Linked DNA regions of Anser cygnoides: region 2 is linked to region 1. A link is a contact called in public Hi-C data. All regions are on one chromosome and are shown on one strand. The core of a region is the stretch at or near the end of the contact, and the rest is flanking DNA. Distances in the headings are between cores, read along the strand shown.

What was found. A called contact is a pair of places that touch in the nucleus more often than the background predicts.
Region 2: a Hi-C map of granulosa cells shows a contact between it and region 1, with 2.2 times the contacts expected there. The contact joins the promoter of SLC25A16 here to the promoter of LOC106032013 in region 1. A contact is called at or near these places in 3 of 7 Hi-C or Micro-C datasets (granulosa cells and liver).

What each region holds. Positions count from the first base shown.
Region 1 is chr7:25,623,894-25,627,986 of Taihu_goose_T2T_genome, reverse strand. LOC106032013 (nucleolar RNA helicase 2-like) reads left to right here and starts at 2,438. Exons shown (of 15, transcript XM_048069402.2): 1 at 2,438-2,622; 2 at 3,185-3,451. The coding sequence starts at 2,518. STOX1 (storkhead box 1) reads left to right here. Exons shown (of 5, transcript XM_067000180.1): 4 at 1-291; 5 at 1,416-1,744. The coding sequence ends at 1,455. LOC136791209 (a long non-coding RNA gene) reads right to left here and starts at 2,447. Exons shown (of 4, transcript XR_010832690.1): 1 at 1,920-2,447.
Region 2 is chr7:25,766,153-25,770,245 of Taihu_goose_T2T_genome, reverse strand. It overlaps SLC25A16 (solute carrier family 25 member 16), which reads right to left and starts at 2,322. Exons shown (of 8, transcript XR_010832680.1): 1 at 1,750-2,322; 2 at 1,269-1,361. It overlaps TET1 (tet methylcytosine dioxygenase 1), which reads left to right. Exons shown (of 14, transcript XM_067000169.1): 1 at 1-48; 2 at 3,536-3,622.

The sequences.
Region 1 (4,093 bases), core at 1,189-3,688:
GACAGTTTACAGAAAGGAAGATGAAACTGGCCTTACTGAACATGTGAATGCTTCAGCTGTAGCCGATTTCTGCAGCACCAATGAGGATGACTCTTTGCTGAACTCCCCCTGTGAGACAGGAGAAGTAGTGTTGTGCCGTGCTTTGGGCCCACAAACCAAAGAAACAAGAAACCCTCTGGTAAAGAAAGGTCTGTTTTTTAAGAATGCATGTACTGTGCTATCAGGACAGAATCACACAGAGGGGACAGAAAACCACAGCATAACAGGAGACAGTGGAATTGACTCCCCAAGGTAAGAAAACACATGCGGCTGTGTTATTTTAGTTGTTTTATCTTCAAATTAACAATTGGATTTAGGTAGACCGGTTGCTGTACACCATAGATCCCTCTCCCCAACAATAAAATTGTTATTATCTTTAAAAACATAAGTGTTATGACCCAGAAATACTTAAAATGCATAGTTCTACCATGTCTTTTTATGTGAACTTTCTCCCTAAGTCTGCTATACAAATGCTGCTGTTTATATTTTGCTTTCATGAGACAAGAACATATTATGAGCTCTACTTTACACAGGGAGATGTAGACAAGTGCAGAAATGTTAAGCAACATGGTGATGGATAAACTCAATATGGTCCTGTTAACAATAACACTCAGCTTCTATTGATCATACCGTATAATGTTACCAATATTGCCAGAGTTTTCCCAGTTGTAGATGAAGAATAAAAAGTGTTTTATGAAGGTGTTCAATCATAATTTAAAGTACAAAATATCATCAAAATTGCTCACAACAGACTGGAGAATGTGTCCACCACCTGACCTAGAGGTTTCTCTTCCCTTCATAGGGTAGGTGTTGCTTGTAACTAGGTAACTTTTTCAGGTGGATTTTTGAAAATTTGTAAACAAAACGAACCAGTATGAAACAATATTTCACATAGTTGCATGTGGGTAAGACTTACAAAACTGTTGACTAAAGTGACAGGAATGTAAGATAAAATGCTGTGAGGAAAAAAAATCATATCAATTTTTAATAGCATCATATGTTCTTAAGACCTTAAATGACTGGTATTTAAGTACAATTAAACCACTCAAGTTCTCATTAGACATGTATTGTCACCTTGAGAAACTTGTACACAAAGGAACAAATCACATACTACCATTTTTAAGGAAATTCTTCTAAAGTGTTGTTTTGTTTTTTTTTTCTCCCCTCTTAAGCAGCTTTTTGGCTGTGCACTCTCTCAAGCAGAATTTTAATGTTATTTGGACATGGACACTTGAAGCCTCTTGGTTGTTCTTTAGCAAAAAGTATTTAAAGGGTCATTCTGATTGTATTGGTGCCATCTGAGGTACCAGAAGCTAAGCCAATTCAGGTTATTTTTAGAGTATGAGGTCTGACATCTAATAATTCTGTTGTTTTAGATGGACTGAAAAGAAGATGAAGCTTCCTGCCAGATCCTAAAAGAATAATAATGCTAAAAGGAGGACAGAGTGGGAGGACAATCACCAAAAAATTCCTTGCTTCAGCTAACTGTGGTCATGAATGTTTGATTAGGTTTTTAATGAGCTATGTAGACTTTTTTCTTTGTAACAATACAACCATACTGTAACTATGACTGGTCACAGTGAGAGGCTGCCTCTAAATCAGAGCTGTTTGTTAGAAGTGTGGAGATCTAATGAACATTTCTGTTGCTCTCATCTTTAGTTTTTGCATCCCTATGTCTAATAAAAGTGACGACTGATATACTTCACTCAGATCCCGTTGTTAATCTGGAAAGGGTATGTGTTGCTCTAGCGGGACAGTACCACTCATGCAGGACTGTTTGATGCTGTAATTCTTTTTTTGTGGACAACCAGAAACAGTGGCAGGCTTTAGGCTCCATCTCCTGTCAGCAAACAACGCAAAGAAACTAGCTGGGCACGCACCTTGTTACCACAAACACTGCTTGAATCCTGAAGCTTTCTCACTGTTTTGGGGATAAATCACGGCAGTCCTCCTAGGCTTGCTTGTGCGTGGTTTTATGTGGTACACAGGACTTAAGTCTTTGAGACTCCTTCTGATTTCTTATTCCTGCTTTCTTCCTGTAGCTAAAGGCAGGCTGCGCTGCTTTCAGCCTGCACGGTCTTTTATCGACCTTGACCCACAGGAGACTCATTTTGAGGAAATATCCCTGGCTGCGAGGTGGAGCACAAACCCCTCGTCCGGCGGGAGCCCTGCCTTTTTTTTTTTTTTTTTTTTTTTTTAATTTTTTCCTCTCACACAATCCCTCCCCCCCCGCGGCGGAGCTGGGTAGGGCAGGAGCACTCCCAAAATGGCGGCCGCCTCACGATCGAGGTGCGGCGCACGGTCATTGGCTGGGGCTGTCGGGAGCTGTCCCGAGGCACGCCGGGAGTTGTAGTCCGCGGGGCGGGGCGGCAGGCGGTTGGCTGCCGCCGGCCGGGACGGCGGGCGGCTTCCGGGGCGGGGCGCGTTCCTGTCACGGCGGCGGCGGGGAGCGGCGGCGAGGCGCGGAGCAGAGCGGCGATGCCCGAGGCCACCCGGCTGTGCGCCGGCAGCGGGGCTGAGGCGGGCTCCGAGAGCCCCATGGAGAGCGAGGCGGCCACGGGCAACGGCCGGCGGCGGCGCAAGGTACCGGGGAGCGGCTCCGGGGGGGTTCCGCAGCCGGTGCGGCCGGGCCGGACCGGGCCGGGCCGGGCCTTCCCCACCCCTCAGCCCTCCGGTGCCGGCGGCGGCCTTAGGCCGGGCCCCGCCGCCGTTCTCCGGGCCGGGGCCGAGCCCCGCGCTCCCCTGGGCCGTGCCGGCCACGTGCGCGGCGGCGTGGCCTCGGCCAGGACCCCGGGAGGCCTCGGGGCCACCCCTCAGCCGGGCCCTGCCGCCCCCGCCGGGGCACCGAGGCTTGGCCCGGCCGGAGCAGCCGCCCGGGGGGGCTCCCGGGTCCTCCTAAGCCCCCTCGGCCACAGCGCCGCGTGTGCCGCGGTCGGGAAGCCGGCTCCCGGCGGCACATGCGCGGAGGGGGCGGGGTTTGGGATTTTTTCTTTTTTTATGGGAGGGTTTTGGCGAGTTACGCGAGCCCCCGGGGGAGCGGCCGGTTGTGAGCCGGCTCGTTTGTGAGCCGTCTCTTCGTGCTGCCTCGGTTCCCCGCGGCTCGGGTGATGCGCGGGTTGGTACTCACGCGAGTGTCGTTCCCCAGAAGGAGAAGAAAGAAAAGAAAGCCAAGCGGCGCGACAAGGCTCGGAAGAGGAAATCGCAGACAGATGAGAGCGAGCAGTCGGAGGATGAGCTCGATTCGCCGAAAGTCAAGAAAGCAAAGAGCAGAGAGAAGCAAAACGGTGATGCCGGAGGAGATAGCCCGGAGAACGCCAGGTTATCTTCCCTCACCCTTAAATCTGCCCACAAAAAGCGGCCCCGTAATTCCAGCGAAACATCAAGTGGGGACTGTGACAGCGACCAAGAGCAGGTAAAAGTAATAACTGATTTACCAACAGTTATCAGGTCAGCTTTCAACTCCTGTGCTACAACAAGATTAAATTTAGAACACGTTATTTCTTTTTTTTTTCCTTTCCTCCTCCTCTTTCAATCAATGGGAAGTCTGCTGTAAACTTTCAAGTTGCTTGGCCTGCCGTTGCTGTCAGTTATTTGCAAAAGTTCTAAATTCTGAAAGTGCTGAAGTTCCAGATCAGCGCGCCATGGTTTCCTCACTTCAGTAGTCCAGTGCTGTTGTAGCTGTTAGCAGTTGTTGGTGAGCTGCAGCAAGAGGGTACTTTAATGTGATTCAGCATTGTTAGATGTGACTGTCATGGCCAGAAATACATTTTAATTGACTTATTTTTGATAGTATGGGTATTTCTTGGGTAAAGTAACATTTATTTTTTTAGCTCGTTGAAAAAGAAGGATTAAATGTTAATTTGTTTCTATCTATGATCTTGCTAAATATCACTTTGTAAGGTGTTGTTTCTTAGCGTAATACAGTGTATCATCGGACCAGTTCTGTAAGTATTTTTAAGCGTTCCTGGGGTAGTATTTTTATCTGACTATTTCTGTTTGATTTCTGTCTTTTTAAAATTGCTTGACATAATTCACTTTTTTTGTTGGGGGAAAT
Region 2 (4,093 bases), core at 1,073-3,572, 140 kb before region 1:
TTAGTGAGGACTGCGATGAACCCACCCACTGGATCTCTACACATACAGGTATTCTATCCATATAATTTTCTTTTTTTTTGCCTACACGTAACAAGGACACGCATTCAAGTCAGACACGTTTCTAACAATCAGAATCGTATTTAACTCTCTAAGTGGAGAAGAATACAAAACTTAACTATGTCTAGTCTTAACTCTGCCTTATCTAGTGCCACCTATGGCACAGTACAAACCAAAGTAATAATTTAAAATATTAGTCAAACCAATTATTTCAGCTTTCCATTGTTAGAGTGAAGATTTGAATGTGTACTTATGTGACTGCATTACCAAGCTGCCACATGCTTCGTGCTTCCCTTTTTCGTACATCAAAGTTAATATACATCCGTTGAATTTTGTTGCAAGATTTATTTTTCCAGCCTTAAAAACATGATCTTTAGTCTTTAAGTTAAAAATTTTGAAGTTTCATTTCATGTAATGTTAACTAACTCGATGATTTTTTTCTGGACACCCATCTGAATTTCTGGACATAAGTTAGGACATATTTCAAGACCATATGACAAAATATCTCAAGTATTATGCACAAGAGGGCACTGTTACAGCCCCACAGCGAACGGTTCTGAACATGCTGACAATTGAGTTGACTCTCTCACCATGATGTAACACAGATGCCGAATGCAGATCACCAGCACCTTTTGCAAAGCACCAGTCCACTTTTATTTTCAATTCCCATCAATCACGCTGCTGTCAAGGAGGGTAAGTGCATGAGCCTGACAGGACTCAGCGGTCCTGATATCAGGTGGTATCACCAGCCCCTCTGCAAGGACCACCAAGCTCTGAAAAGTGCCCACTCCCACAAGCCCTGCAGGCCGGTACTGGCAGTAAACACAGTAACAGTTACCAGCAGTGACAGGTCTTACATAAATGATCCCAAGCTTTGAACCTGTGATTACCAATCTCCTGCTGACTTCAGTAAGAAGAGGATCAAGCCCCAGCTCTTACGCCTTATGGAGGATTATTCTGACATCTCAATCTCTAACTTGTCAACCAGTGCTGCAACTTAATTGTACAGGCTCAACATCTCTTGTTTAAGGGCCGTTTGGTTGGTTGGTTTCGTTTTTAAATGCTTGCAATATACGGCACAGCGACTGCCAAACGTAAATAACCTTCTGTCTGATTAGCACCTTTATCACCATTTCATCACTGAATAACTCAACAAACCTAAATGACAGACATTGCATTTCACAACAAAATTAGGCCCGCAGCCATCTTACCTAGATGTTTGTAATGGTGGTTATGAGCTTGCAGCAAGATCTTCACTCGATCCAGTGGTGCAGTGGTTGTTTTGGCACAACACCCTGCGACACCTTTCCAAGAGGAGAAAAAAAAGCCATGGGATGCCAAAGTTCTTCAAGTCAGCAGTTAAATAAAGGATTTCCTAATGCATTTTCAAACGGAGTGGGTGAGAGGAAACTTACATAGGAAGTCTAGAAGGCCCCAATTAGGGGACATCCTCTAGAAGCATGCCACAAAACCCCAGCAGCCTCACTGCCTAAGCTAGGTCTACGTGCCGCCGCAGACAAGGGCCGCCACCCGCTGAAGCCGCAGCGCTGGGCGAAGTCTTTGCCCTCGAAGGAGGGCTCCCCTCCCCTCGCACCTCCCGGAGGGCAGCACCCCTCGGACGGAGCCTTACCGCCACGGGAGCCACCTCCCGCCGCAGCTCCTGGGGGCAGGCAGCACTCGCCCCCGACCCACCTCCGGCGATGAAGGAGCGCAGCCAGTAGAAGTCACGCCGCGCCGCACCCGCACCCGCACCGGCCGGCAGCGCAGCGCCGGGGCCCGCCGCCGCCGGGGAGGCCATGGGGCAGCGCGGGCACGGCCGGCGGCGGCTCGGCTCCGGGGGGCGGCTCGGTTCGGCTCGGAGCAGCCGCCGCTGCGGTGCAGGGGAGGAGCCGGAGCCGCCCGCGCCCCGCGGCCGCCACCGCGCCGGGCCCCGGCCGCCGGGCCGCGCTGCGGCGCATGCAGATGGCGTCAGAGCCGGCCGCGTCCCGCCCGAGAGGAGCACAGCAGAGGAGAGCAGAAGCGAGGCCGGCCGTGCGGGGTGCAGCCCGCGCCCCATGCGCCGCTGGGCCGGCGCTTCGAGCCCGCCGCACAACGAGCATTTAAACAGCGTCCGTCTGCGAGAGTGGCTTCGTGTTCTTGAGCGCGTCCACGCTCGAGTTTCGAAATGCATCAGAAAGGGAGGTAGACGCTGCAACGAAAAAGTTATCTTTCTTGGAATCAGAGCGATCAAAACCAGCATCGTATTTGTAGCCATCAGGAGTGTTGCGCAACTTCTTAGGCTGTCCACAGCGTCTTTGATGAATACACTGCAGAGGGCTTACCAGAAACCATTTAGAGGACAGGAGCTCAGCATGCAATGAATGCCAATGCACACATCACAGGCAAGGAGTGTACCCGAAGCCAGACATCAGCGAGCAAGTTAATGCTGTCAGCTTTTCAATACATTTTCTGCAGTTACTCACATTTCTTGCACTTTCTGCCCCATATGCATTGAGCTGAGGTGCAAGTGTTCAGAACATTCTGCTTTCAGCTTGTGTCAAACTGCATTCAACAGACTTTTTTTTTTTCCTTTAACAGAGTACATTGCTTAAAGAACAAGTTTGTTTCAGCTCTCAGTTGGTTACATGTTTGATCATTACTTATTTGGGGTGTAGCTGTTTTAATACGCATTTTTTTCCAAGAATAAAATACATAGCAGAGATATGCAGAGACTTCTCTTGCTGGGAGAATATAAAATACCCTTTACAGCAGCCAACTCAAGCCTTTTAACATTTACTAAACCAGCAATCCATAGTTTTTGTTCAGGTCACCCTGTTAAGTCTCCAATGCAAAATCAACTATCCTATTATGAGTTATTTGAATACCCAGGTTTATAGTAACTGTTCATACAATTTTCCACAGTCAATTTGTGTTCTTTTGGGATTCTGCTCAGGAACTGAGGCTCAGTCGCACTGCTTGGACAGCCCCAATGGTAAACAATTTCTTCTATCTACTGTTTTCACCCAAGTGTTGCAATGATTCTGACAGATGAAAGTCTTCTAGAGTTTCACAGCTTGAAAAATTTGATAACCACATAAATGTCCTGTTGCTTATTTTCGACAGCGGTGAGGTATTTCAGGAAGAAACTTTGTCAGACCTTGTAATTTAGGGAAGTGTGCACCATGACCGGGTACTTTTTAGAAAAGCAGGAAGAAACTTGTATTGCAAAATTAAACAGAACATCTCCTCAGAGAAACACTACCACAATTAAATTCAGCAGTGAACTTTGTGTTTAGCCTAAAACTTTTTAAACTCTATTTACACCTTTAAATCTTAACATTCTTACTACTATGACTTCATCTTCTTACCTTGAAATGTTTATGCCCTTTGCAGAATTTTTCTGGTGACTCTCTTTTATGACCCATCCTTAAAAGTCATCAGCATTTTTAATGTCACTCAAGTTACACTCACGCCTGACACTGTCAGCCTTCCCTGGCAGATTGACCGTACAACAGGGGAAGACATGGAAGTCAAGACACTCAAGAGAACAGCTGCAAAGTGGAAGAAAAACTCAAATGGGTAGTAGGTAATTTTGTTGATAGATGTCATTACTTTCTATTTTTACACCTTTGTTGCACTGTTAAAGATGCTTGTTTTTATTAAGATGTTTCAAGCGATTATCGATTTAAACAAGTTATCAAGACAACAGTTAGGTAAACTGTTCTCATGGCAGTTGTTTCTGGAAAGATTATTTTCATTACTCTTAAAATGCTCAGGCATGCCTAGCTCTGTTTTGAGATAATCATTCAAGTTTTCATCAAGCATCACACCTCTAGGCTTTAGGGTAAGTTTTTTTTTCTTCTTTATATTTATTTCTGGTCTTTACAGGTTACTGACCTGAAGTGGTATCTGTCTAGCTGTTCATTTGCCCTAACCTGTATCCAAAGCCACCATAAGTCCTAAGCTTCTACACACAAGACTCAGGAATTTGAAGCTTTATTTTTTCTTTCTCCCATAAAGACATGGCTTGCAAACTGAAAACATCTAGGGAAGTCTT